Linked DNA regions of Gossypium hirsutum: region 2 is linked to region 1. The links are chromatin contacts, called in public Hi-C maps. All regions are on one chromosome and are shown on one strand. Each heading gives the region's core, a stretch centred on a gene start, on an enhancer-like site or on the middle of the called end of the contact. The rest is flanking DNA. Distances are from core to core; before and after follow the strand shown. Region 1 holds the start of LOC107891946 (F-box protein PP2-B11). Region 2 holds the start of LOC107891949 (chromosome transmission fidelity protein 18 homolog).

Evidence for each region. A called contact is a pair of places that touch in the nucleus more often than the background predicts.
Region 2: a contact with region 1 is called in a Hi-C map of hypocotyl, with 1.9 times the contacts expected there. The contact joins the promoter of LOC107891949 here to the promoter of LOC107891946 in region 1. A contact is called at or near these places in 9 of 34 Hi-C or Micro-C datasets (anther, fibers, hypocotyl and 1 more).

What each region holds. Positions count from the first base shown.
Region 1 is chrD09:27,035,756-27,042,386 of Gossypium_hirsutum_v2.1, forward strand. It overlaps LOC107891946 (F-box protein PP2-B11), which reads right to left and starts at 4,120. Exons shown (of 3, transcript XM_016816874.2): 1 at 3,825-4,120; 2 at 1,305-1,415; 3 at 677-1,175. The coding sequence starts at 1,384. The coding sequence ends at 773. It overlaps LOC121221163 (a long non-coding RNA gene), which reads left to right and starts at 4,438. Exons shown (of 2, transcript XR_005918631.1): 1 at 4,438-4,839.
Region 2 is chrD09:27,217,479-27,224,109 of Gossypium_hirsutum_v2.1, forward strand. LOC107891949 (chromosome transmission fidelity protein 18 homolog) reads right to left here and starts at 4,199. Exons shown (of 23, transcript XM_016816878.2): 1 at 3,658-4,199; 2 at 3,492-3,553; 3 at 2,874-3,011; 4 at 2,485-2,757; 5 at 1,857-1,943; 6 at 1,429-1,530; 7 at 1,261-1,326; 8 at 3-86. The coding sequence starts at 4,129. LOC107891952 (putative vesicle-associated membrane protein 726) reads left to right here and starts at 4,732. Exons shown (of 5, transcript XM_016816883.2): 1 at 4,732-5,315. The coding sequence starts at 5,126.

The DNA of each region.
Region 1 (6,631 bases), core at 2,870-5,369:
AAAAATTACAAAATAATCATCCTATTATTTAACATTGTCTTTCTTTTATCACTAGTTGACTAATGTAAAAATGGAAACACCCGAAAACCCAAAATAGTTAGAGGACCAAAACAAACAAAATTAACCAGTTGAGTAATCATTTTATAACTTTTCATAATTGGGTGACCAACAAAGAACTTTACTAATAGTTGAGTGATCGTTTTGTAATTTTTCATAATTGGATGACCAAAAGAGAAAAAAAATTCATAGTTGAGTGACTACTAATGTAGTTTACCCTAAATTATATATAATTTCAATAGTAAACAAGTACTAATATAGACTTATCAGTCTGATATATAGTATTAGAAAATAACTACAAAACTACTAGATATCAAGTTTAAATCCAGTTTACTTGGAAAAAGAACAAAGGCTTTACCAAGGCAATAGTACTACAAGCCTGCAACTATTGTAAAAGAAATGCATAAAATGACTGAAATTTCTTCACTCAAAAACCAAGCAATAATTTCAAACTCTGAATCACTTCCATAACTATAGCATACCCAAGGTTGCCTACACTCCACTGCGTATGGGTTATATTTTCTAAGTTCTTCCCATGTATTTGGCCATACTCATATCCAAAGATGTGCTGGACATTGGTGTCAAATACGGGTATTTCAGGAAAAATGAAGAGTTCAGGTAATAAAGATATACCATGCTAGCAAATATTCCCACTAAATATGTTGTATAATGTCACAAGCAATAATGTTTATCATACATAGTATGTAATTCTTTTCTATCTGCTATCTTTAGGCCGAATATCGATTCCTTCAATAATGAGGCCCTTCTTAAGGGTATAATTATCAACTTCCCTTAAACTACAAGTAGCTTTCCCATCATCCCCATGTTCATTGAAGAACTCACCCAACTTAACCTCCATCCACCCATCTTCTCTCTCGCGAGAGAATTGAGGAATATTTGCTGAAGGATCTAGGAATATACGAAAAGTTCGCCCGGCATCACTTTCTCCTAACTCGACATGCAGGTCTACAGGTTTTTTCTCGAAGCCGTATCTAGATGATGAAAATTTATAGACAAGGTAAGCTACATAAGTTGTGTTAGGAGACAAAATTTTAGTCTCTATTGTTCCCTTCACATCTAGCCACCACACTTCTTTGAGCTCAGCCACTTCCGAGAATCTAAAAAATGCAGTCAAACATGCATTATTTTACGGGAAATAAAATGTCAGTCCCTAAGACAGTATAACATAGCTACATAGTTATTTAACTTTTAAATACAATAAGAAAAGAAAGCAAGAGTAGGCACACCTAGATTCAGGCACACGTTTCCATCTCCAGTACCTAGGCGTGTTTGCCCAAGCAATTGAAAGCCGTCGAGCCCCCAGCATATAACATTTTTTCCCTGTTGCGGCCAAAACTCTGTATAGAAGAATCAAGTTAGTCAACATACTGATCTTCTTTATATATATCAACAGATAAGGAAAGGATTCCACAACATTGGCCATTCATTGATGCTCAAGTTACTAAAGACTCAAGATCAAAGCACCATATGCAATGATTAATTCTACAACTACACTTCCAATGAATTCTCAGTAACTTATGATTCATGTAGCAGTTGTAATATATGCAACACTTCAGGCTCATATATTCCGGGTGAAGTGAGGCGGAGTCTGTCAATTCTTAAGGGTTACTACATGAACCAACTAGGCTATCAACACTACATAGATATTATTCCTTTCGCATATGAGTCTCTTGCTACCGTAGGCATCAATGTATCTAAGTAAACTCAATGTCTAATATATTCTATCTCTCTAGTCTTAGCAGGTTTGCCCTTTTTCACAGTTCTTTTTCCTGATTGATTCCAAAATTCCAATCATCCAATCATTTATATGGACTGCCTAACATGTTTGCTACAATTTGCACCACCATAAATTTGAACTCCAAGCTATTGGCTCTTCAATTTTCCAGGAAAATTCCAAACATAAAGCAGACTAGGCTAATGGGGTTCCCACAAAGAATAACACTAAAGCTAAATTTTCCATAAAAATAAACACCCAATAGATTAGATTAATTATGAATCATACACTGGGCTACCCTAATTTCATCAAAAGAAAACTACCCAAATCTTGAAAAACCCATATTATAACATTTAAAAAGAAAAAGAAAATTAAAAACAAAAAATGAAGATAAAAAGTTTTACCATGGTACCGTTGTCAATAATAATGGGGTTCTTGCAAAGATGGAAATAAAGCTGTGCTTTGGACATGGAAGAAGTCAACAACTTGGAGGATGATGATGATGAAGCATTGGAAATGATATCATAACAATCAGAGGGAAGAAATTTTCCCCAAATGGTATCAGAATCAGCTGCCGATCTGAAGACCGGAGAGACAAGCTTTGATCGGCAAACATCGGTTGGGGATGTCAAGGAAAGGATGTAAGAAATACACTCTTCTGGTAATATGTTGGTAATATCTGTTCTCATTGTTTGTTTTTATGGCTTTTCTACTTCTCATTTCATTTCCCAGTTTGGTCGCAGTTGTTGAGTTCTTAGTTTTTTACCTTCGATATTTTCGGGGGGCTTAATATAGAAATTACCCTTTACTGTCACCTTCCAATCTTTATATCTAATTTTCCTTTAAAGAAATGGTATCCAAATTGGGAATTTCTACAATCAGCTTCACTAACAAAAACTTATGAAATTCCTTTATCGTTTTCCTAATAATTTTAACATTTTATCAATAATTTAAGGATTTGTTAATATCCAACTATAATCAATAATCACATCATCCAATCACGTAATAACATGTGACAAAAAACTATATAAGTAATGCTATGTTATTATTTACTAAAACACATACGAAAATAAAAATAAGTTGTTTTTATTTAATGGATTACCGTTTTGTATGATATTAATGTTTTAAAATTACAATTAGTCAATTGTAGAGATGGTTGAGGACGACGGAGGTGAAAACATGATTGGAGATCGAAACACTAAAAAGGTCCGCTTTAAGGGTTTGGATTTTGATTCGGAAAATGATATGGTTGTAGACTCAATCCTAATGCCAGAAATCTCATGGAGGGATAAAGTCTTGGGCCAAGGGCCTCCTAACTCTGGTAGGGATGAGGACTTTGAGCTTTTAGATGGAGACGTGGTGAGAACTATGGTTAATGGTATACGTGCTATTAGTTTCTCCGAGAGGGTTCAACAAATTCTTATTAGAGATCTGGTGACTACGGTGGTGGTAAAGCTACTTGGTCGAAATTTATCATATATTATACTGCAGAATAGGATTCATAGCCTTAGGAAGCCTTCCCAACAGTTTCACCTAATGGGTGTGGAAAATAGATATTTTCTGGTTAAGTTTCAGAGTTGAGACGATTATGAGAAAGTGCTTACCCAGGGGCCATAGATTGTGCTCGGTTAGTATCTCACGGTTTAACCATGGACACCAGAGTTTAACCCTCTTCAAGCTTTCCCTAGAAATACTATGGTTTGGGTCAAATTGCTTGGTCTTTTGGGCTTCCTCTATAAGCGCCAAATCTTGGAGAAAATAGAGCGTCTGATAGGTACGGTTACCAAGCTTGACTTTCAGACGGACAAGGGGTCGAGAGGGAAATTTGCCAGGATGGTTGTGTGTATCAATTAGAGGAAACCTCTAGTCTCTCAGATCCTGGTTAACGGGGCAGTGCAGAGGGTGGAGTTTGAATTGCTTCCATTCATTTGTTTCTCTTGTAAAAGGTTTAGCCATTCAAAAGAAATGTGCTTGGGTGTGGGGACTTCAAAGGATGTTGTTATGGGTAAAAGTTAAGCGATGGAAGACTTACTGGAGGTAGACAAGGTGGTGGAGCCGTTGGATTTGTTTGGGCCTTGGATGATTGTTGAGAGGAAGTCACGGTGAAGCTCTAAGGCTCAGCAAGGTTTAGAGACGAAACTGACCGTGAATAACTCCTCAAATTTGCCTGGAATGAGAATTGCCGAGATGGTGCGATGGAGGCGATTTTTTTGGGGATAAGGTTTCAAAAGGGGGATTTTCTAACAATCAAGAATCAAGGGAGTCTATCTTGGGTAAAGAAAAATAATGGGTTAGTGTAAAAAAAAAAACAATTAGTTTCAATGTTTTGGGACGAAATACTGTGGTTGGGTTGGATTCTTTAAATGAAACGAGGGCTTGGTGTATAGTGAGCCTGCTTTAACTAAATTGGGCAAATAAAATGGGATGATGGTGGACCCACCAGGTTTTGGGAATACGGCATTTGGGAATGCTGAAAGTGCCAAGTCTATTGGGCCTGTTTTATCAACTCAAGGAAATAGGGCCTTAGAGGTTCCAATTAATTTGGGTAATTCCACGATAGTGTAGGAGGAAATTTAAAGTTTAATCCCCTTTTAAGAGAGTTAATTACGAAGGAACGCCAATCCCTTTGGGAACGATAACTTTAATCCAACTTTTGATAGCCCAGTGGAATCGATAGTAGAACTTAATAATGAGCTACTTGATTCTAGAAGACACTCGGCTATTACCTTTGAGGAAAATGTGAAACTCAATAATGTCAATCCTATTGAAGTTGATATTTTGGTTGGGAAAGGTAAAGGGATCCCAGTTTCGAAAGGGAGGGGATCAGGAATTAAGGGGGTATTTTCTGAAGTGGTGGTGCTATTAGTAAGATAATTCGAGAATGAGGGAGGTGATTTAAAAATTCTAGGAGTGTAAGGGTTTCGTTGTCAGATACAATGAATTCCATGGCCAAACTCATCAACTCACAAATTAATAACAAGGCTAAGATGAGGAACTTGAACAACGATGAGAAACTCAATGAAGGCACATGCTAGCCAAGAGATATGGTAAGTTACCCTCTTTTTTCTATTTTATTTTTATGAATTTATCCATTTTTTATGGAATTGTCAAGGGTGTGCGAGTAGCAAGTTTTCGAGGATCTTTTGTGAGTATAATTAGGAATATAAATCAAATATTGTTGGCCTTTTAAAAACTAAAGTTAGCGGTGACAAAGATGATTTGATTGTCGCAAAGTCTTGGCTTTCAGTATTCTCATCGAGTGGAAGCAATTGGCTTTTCTAGGGGTATTTGGGTTGGATGGAAAGATTTGATACAGGTTGATATTATTTGGAGTCATCCCCAATTTGTTTTGATTTGGGTGGCAATAAGAGATTTTAATGCAATTTTAACCTCTAATGAGAAGAGGGATGGATGATTCAATGGAAAAATATGTCCATTTTTTGAAGACTTTATAGACTCTTCTTTGGTACATGATTTGGTTTCAGAGGTGCTCCTTTTACGTGGCAAAGGGGTGGAGTTTCGAAGCGTCTTGACAAAACTATTGGGAATGATGCGTGGTTTGTGTTGTTCCGAAACTATTCTGTGACCTATCTCCCTAGACTCAAGTCTAATCATGAGCTTATTCTTCTATCATTACGAACTATGCTTCATTCGTCTTTGGGTCGTCTATTTCATTTTTTGGCAGGATAGGTTGAGCATGTAGAGTTTTTTTTGACTTCGTTAACAAAAATTGAAATTTTGTTGGTTCTATATCCAATTCGCTTTCTAATTTCACAAGTTAGCTTAAGGATTGGAATAAGAAGATGTATGACCATAATGGGTTACGTAAAAAAAGACTGTTTCAAAAACTCGATACAATTAAGAGAGGTATGGATTATTCATAGTCTGATAATTTATTTTAGTCAGAATTGGACATGTCTTGTATCATAAGGAACTTGTTTGGAAACAAAAGGCAAAGTGTGACTGGCTTTCTTTGGGAGATCGCAATGCAAAATTTTTCCATAGGTGCACCCTGAAAAGGAGAAAGTAGAATTGGACCATGGCTTTAAAAAATGTGAAGGGGGAGTGGACTTTTGATGAGGAGGAACTATGTCAGGAGGTGATTCAATTCTTCAAGAATTTGTATGGTGAGGACCCGGGACGATGAGGGGACTTCCCACTAGTTCATTTCCGAAGCTTGAAGATAGTGAGATCCAGTTTTTGAGCAAACCAGTCCCCAACAAGGAGATAAAGTCTGCCATGTTTAATATGAGTCTTTTGAAGGCGTCGGGAGTGACAAATTTCATGGCTTTTTTTTCAAAGTCAATGGAATCGTCTTGGGGATTTGGTTTGTACCTAGGTCAAGAATATTTTTAACAGAGAAAAAAATGATCCGTAGCTGAACAATACCTTAATAGTTTTCATCCCTAAGGTTTCGAATCCAAATTGTTTCTCTCAATTTTGATTGATTAGTATGCACTCGGTTCTCTACAAGTGGGTAATGAAAATCATTGCTAATTGGTTTAAGCTAGTGTTCCCAAGAATAATTGGCCAAGAGCAGACTGAGTTTATTACGAGAAAAAGCATAATGAATAATATTATTATTGCTTAGGAAGTGTTTCATTCCATGAAAATCAAGAAGAAGACTAGGAGCTGGTTGGCCATCAAGATTGATCTTGAGAAGGCTTATAATCGAGTGTGTTAGGAGTTTATTAGTGAATCTCTCCAAGCTATAGGTATTTCGAATTACCTTTGTAATGTAATTATGTTTTCTATCTCTAACTCCACTATGCGGATTTTGTAGAATAGAACACCAACTTAGAAATTTTAGTTGACTAGGGGGTCCGTCAAGAGTGCCTA
Region 2 (6,631 bases), core at 2,949-5,448, 180 kb after region 1:
ACAGGTCTTGTTAGGGATGCAGTTTTACTTCCTTTTTTCTTAGCATTATTTTCCTTCCCAAAATCATGCTTCCTTTCAGCAGACACCTGCATCGAGTGATTGTATGATTTCATGAACTGTACAGAAAAACTACAACACCCAAATAAATGAAGTAACTGAATCGGAATCCCAATTTGAAATGATTTTATAACTTCTCAACTTATAGAAGGAAATCTATTAACATGAAGGAAAGGAAATGTCTCAACCAAGACAGATTTCCTTTCCTTCGTGTAAATAGATTACCCTCAAAATACAGTTAATTATAGAAAACGTTTAAAAAGAACCAAAGAAACTGATCAACATCAAAAGAATAAAGGAATAGAATCAAGCAAACATATGACTCACTGTCCTATTGACCAATAGAATTGTAGTGATGCACTTTTTAGCACGCTAATTTAACAAAGATTATCCTGTGGCTTTTGCTAACTTAGACAGTACTAACAAAGTATAAAAATTTTGGAAATTCTTAAGAGAATGTTTTGGCATTTCTTTTGAGTAACTGAAAGTAACTTTTTAGTTGAGCCGAGCCAAGCTCAAGTCATAAGAAACTCAAGCCCAACACAATATTTGAGGCTCAAACCTTGGCTCAAGCTCAAAGGAGTTTCATTTTTAAAGCTCAAACTTGAGTCAATATAAAGATCAAACTATTTGAGCTCACTCAATTATATTCATTTACCTAGCAAAATTTGAGTTTCATTCACATGCTTGGCTTGAAGCTTATTTATTTGCACCCAAGTTCGTGTTCAAGTTCAAGTTTGACTTGAAAATTTCCATTCCTAACTAAAAAATATATTAGAAATAGAAAAACTCAATTAGACTTGCAAGCTACTTAAGTCAAGCATTAAGTCACCCAAATTTGACTCACTTGATAGCTAAAGATGCTTGAGCTCAGCTCAACAATAATTGAGCCAATTTAGTTTTTTTGTTTTGTTTTATGAGCCAAACCTGAGTATCTTGCAAGCAAAGATAATGTCTTGTTTACACCCCTAGTTTTTATAAATTGATAATAATTAAGCTTTCTTACTCCACACAACCTTTTAAAGTTTTAACCACCATGCAGAAAAAAATAACTATAAAGAGAACACCAAAATGCCGACTAAAAGAGAGAATATACAATCAAAGTAGATATTGAAGACCGATTGAGCATGCCGTAACTAGATGCATGATTGGAATATGCTTCACAAAAACCACAGGACATCAACAATCAGAACCGTGCCATACCATCTTCAAAATAACCTCCACAGCACCCTTCCCATCACCAAGAGCTCCATCTATTTCATCAATCACCTACAAACAACTCGAAAAGCTTTTGTTTGAGTATCATCTTGCATAAACAAATAAATTAAATTAAACTATGAGACTTTCGAAAAGAAATAATTAATGACCAACCAGACATTTGGGTCTTGCATCAGCCATGACGGAGTTCATCTGAACAACATCAAGGATTTTTGCTTCAATTGTTGATGTTGATCGATCATCGCTAGCATTAACCTACACAGGACTCTTATCAAATACTTAAAAAGATTAATGCAGAATACAAATGTTAAACAAAAAAATTGTCACAAAAATATGCAAGAAGTAACAGAACATTCTAGACATATCAATTGAGAAATATAATGCTTGTGAAAATTAACAAGACATCCATGACTCTATAAAATCATTTTTAGCCAATTAAATCCTCTCTGTCAAAGTAAATCTTATTTAATACATAAAGAGAGGCAACCAGAAACAGCTTAATGCAATGGTTGAATGCCAATATCCTGCAATGTTGATGAACCTATGGGACCTTGCATGAGTAAAAGGTAAACACAAAAGACCTCCACAACACGGTATCCACAATGCTTTGCAGCTACATGCGCTAGTGTAGTCTTTCCAAGCCCTGGGGAACTGCAGAGTAGAAGAATCTGCAATTTTCATAAGATTCAATTAATGATGGATTTCAATCTTAGAAGTTGATGATTAGCACTAAAATATGATGAAGCAAATTAACACTTTCTAGTCTACTAGAAATGCGTTGTGTTATTTAAGAGCACCAAACAAGATAAGAAATTGATGATTTCTCAACTAAGGAGTCTGTTAAAAACCGGATTACATTTATTGTGATGCATATAACATATCAAAGAATTCAAACAAAACCAGCTGCTAAATTGAAAAACTAAAATTTCTTTCAACTGACACCAAGAGATATTGAAGTATAGTAAACACAGAAGTAAACCAGAGCTACTAGGAACAGATCAATTTGGTTTTCCGAACAGGTACTTAAAACCGTACACTGCTCCTTCTAGAACGTGATGTCATAGAGCAGCCTTCTCTTGTGATATTTCTTTTTGGTGCCAATTTGAAATGATTTTATAACTCCTCAACTTATTGAAGGAAATCTATTAACAGGAAGGAAAGGAAATGTCTCAACCATGACAGATCTCTCTCAAATATACCATTGCTTACCTTCTGTTCTGGTGGACCAGTGAGCCTTGAGTTTTTGTTCCAAAAGTCCTGCATACCTTTTAAATTATTGGTCCCATGATCCACATTATCAATGTGGTTGTTATTTCCGTTAATCCATCTATGTCCTCTATTCTTTCTTGAAAAATCCGAATCAAAAGATTTTTTATGTTGAGTAGAAGAAAGTCGTCTGAGAGCTGACAAAACTTCATCTGAGGTACTCCTAATTTCGGATCCAAAAACACAGGAATCCCATTGTTTTAACCACAATAGGACCTGCAGTAAGATCACCATCAGAACTTGATAACTAAAGATATATATATACATACATACATAAAACTTAAAACAATTATCGTCTCCATGAACTACGTATGTAAATAACTAGTATGTACCTCACGATTTGTTTGTTCATCACTAAGGAGCTCAGTGAATGAACTTGGAGCATATTTCTCGACCCAAAGTTGTTCATGGACCATAGTTGTCTCGGGAATAGTTATATCATTCTGATGTTTAGAACTTGCTTCCAAGGCCTTCAACACCCGATAAATGAATTACAAGAACCATTCTTTCCATAGCAAAATTATATGACCACTAGAACTGCTAATTAATAAAGCCAAGGGCAAATTTCAATTTAGTTGAGCACAACATAGATCAAAGAAAAAGATTCAAAACTATTACTATCTAGACACTAGCGTGACATGAAAAGAAATTATGGCTGACTGTTAAATCTTCTATAATTTCCCCTAGTTTTGACTTTCATATTTGATAATATTGTACAAGAATGTAATCTTCACTTTGTTTGCTACAACTCCTCTTTCACATTAGAAAGATTGAAATATAAGGAAACAATTTTGTATAGCAGACTCCAATTCCACAAATACTATAACATGTAGACACAAACAAATGAACATTTTCAAAACCACTTTAACATGTTAGTGAATTTATTCAAGATTTGCAGCATTAAAGAGAAAGGGGGAGAAACCCTTCAATTTTTGTAAATGGCAATGTACCTTGGCAAAAGCTTGTTGTTCCACTCTTTGCAATAGAACATTGACTGGTTCAGGAAGAAGGCCTGCAAAGAAATTAAACATTAATTCAAATAAACATAAAAATCATATATTATAGTTGAGAATTTTCATTTTTTTTTCTAATTATCCTAAATTTTGCATAAGCTACCTTTAGATCGTTCTTTGCAATTCAATTTCTCCAATCCTTCATCCCTCTGCGCACCGCTAATCTTCGCATAAACTCTTTCGCCACCACTTGGCGCGGTGACAGGAATGCAATCGCCATTAATTGCCGACATAAACCTTGACAAATAAACTTCCTCATCCTTTTCAACTGCAACCTCAACGTTAGTTTCCTCTGGCGGAGCGTACCGTAGCCAATCTTCCTCCTCCTCCTCCTCCTCCTCCTCAATATCAATTCTTTTGGTTCTCTTGTTCTCCTCGGGTTGAGATTCGATTGCGTCGGAGTTTCGAGGGCGTTTTGAGCCGTCGATTTCAAGGTTTTTCAAGGGCGGTGATTGTGGAGGAGAGGGATCGGACGGGGGAGAATCTATGTAGGGTTCTTCATAAAAATGGGAGTTGGCTTCCAGTAACTCGAGCTCTTCAGGGAGCGGAATGTCCATGTCCATGTCCATGTCCATAGGAAGGAGCAAAGTGAAAGTGCCGGTGACTGTGAGAGGGAAAAAAAGAAGGGAATGATTTGGGAGCTTTTTTTTCTTCTGTATTTTTGGCGGGAAATTGAAGGAAAAAAAAAGCGGCAAGATTTGTTACGTAATTCCGAATATGCCCTTTATGCCCGTCCCTATTTTCATAGTTCGTACCCTTGGGAGGCCGGCCTTGGGACAGTAAAATGTAGCCCATTCCCATAAGGCAGAGGACCTGACAATTTTGAAAATCATAATAAAATATTTTAAAAAAGTATTTTTCATATTCTAATTTTACGTTTTAATATTAATTCAGGTGGCACTTTTCTTACTACGATATTTAGTTTGAGCGCCCAACTTATTATACATTAATTAAGAGTTGTAAATAAAATATATTTATCAATTAATTTAAATAAAAATAATTTTTTATTCAAAACTTGAATATTTTTTTAAATATTATTTAATAAAATTTTAAAGTATTTTTCATAAATATTTCAAAAATTATTTAAATAATAATTATTTTTTAATTTAAATAAATAAATAAGATTGAAACCCCAGCGTAGCGGGGATGAAATGCTAGTGCATCTTGAAAAAAAACCAACAATTCCCTCTATTTCAATATAAGCGCAATAATTCGAAATGCAATTTAATTATATAATATAACAAAGAATAAATTAAAATTATTAATACATCAATATTTATATGTTTTAAATATATAAGTAGAACGTAATGCAAAAAGTAACTATAACAGACACAAATAATTATGAGAAAATTACTTCTCCCTTTTAGTCGCCTAGCTCCTCTCCTTGATCTGAATAAATATTATACATAAATATAATTCCATTTAGCATAAATGTAGCATTTCTTCATTTTCCTATTTTCTTCTCCGATCCCATAATCCCTCAGCTGCTATCTTATTTTTTCCCTTCCATTTTTTTTTTTGTAACAATTGAATTTTTGGTTGAGAAAATTTTAGGGTTAGGGTTTTGAGAGATGGGACAACAGTCGTTGATCTACAGCTTTGTGGCTCGAGGCACGGTGATCCTCGCCGAGTACACCGAGTTCTCCGGTAATTTCAACACCATCGCCGCTCAATGTCTCCAGAAGCTCCCTGCCTCCAGCAACAGGTTTACTTATAATTGCGATGGCCACACCTTCAATTACCTCGTTGACAATGGATTCAGTAAGAATTCTTTTTTCCCCTTTGGCAACGATTTGGGATCTGAATCTTCGTTTATATTGATCGGTTTGCTTTCAAAAATAATAATAAATTGGAATGAACCTATTCTACGGATTGATTTTATTAATGATTTAATGATTTAAATACGTTTGCTGATTCCCGATCCTTTTTGTTGTTTGGCATTTGTTGACCGGCTGACTGTATCGCCACGTGTTTATTCTGGGCTTAGTTTTGATTTAGAGGGTGCTTTTGTTTGGGTTTGTTGATCCTATTCTGAATTTGAGCTTTTGATTCTATTTTTTTATGAGATTTGGTATTGACTGCCTTCATTTTCACGTATTGCGTTTGTGCATTTACCTGTTTGATCTGTCTTTGTTGGAATGCATCAATGAAAAGAAGGAAAGATAGATTAATTGGAATCATTGAATATGTTCATCAATGTTCAATTTAAAGAATTTAATTATAGCTCTTGGGCCATAATGGTTAAATAGACATGATGCTGTATTTTGATATATCTTAATAAAGAATACATACTTTAATTTTTAAATATTAAAAAATCTTTTTATTTTTGTTTATTTAGAAATCTTTATTTTGATATATCTTAATAAAGAATACATACTTTAATTTTTAAATATTAAAAATTTTTGTTTATTTAAATATTAAAGAATACATAGGCATTATTGTTAATGCAGTAAGATGTAAGTTTAAGTACATTAAAATCTATTATCCTCTTATTTACAAATTAGGGAAGAATTATGGATAGTTTTAAGTATTGTCTCAAAAAAATATATATGATTAGGACTTACAATAAAATTGTTAGAAAAAAATCTTAATTCCCATCCAATTCCCATAACAAGTGGTAACAATAAAAAAGATATAATAACTTTTTAGCTTCCAGAGTTTTACGGTTTATTTTACTTTTAAAAGTACATAAAAAAATATTTATTTTGTATTTCCAATAAAAATTTTAAAATTATAATTTAAAAAAAAGAATAAAAACTTTTTAAATTTTAAAGTAAAATTATTTTAAATTTTTAAAAAATTATAAAAAAAAATCATAACAAAACTTTCAAGAATTCAAAGATTACATTATTTACTCCATCAATGGTAAAGGCCTATCTAAAGTTTGATTTATTTATTCAGTCAATATTAAAAAAAATTGAATAAATAGTTTTTAATTTAATTTGAATTAATTATATATTAAAATATTTTTATTTAATTTTATTTATAAATCTATATATAGCATATTAGTATGAAAATTCTTAAATATTGATACAAACTTTGAATCGATTCAAGTAAAAAAAAGATTTATTCAGTCA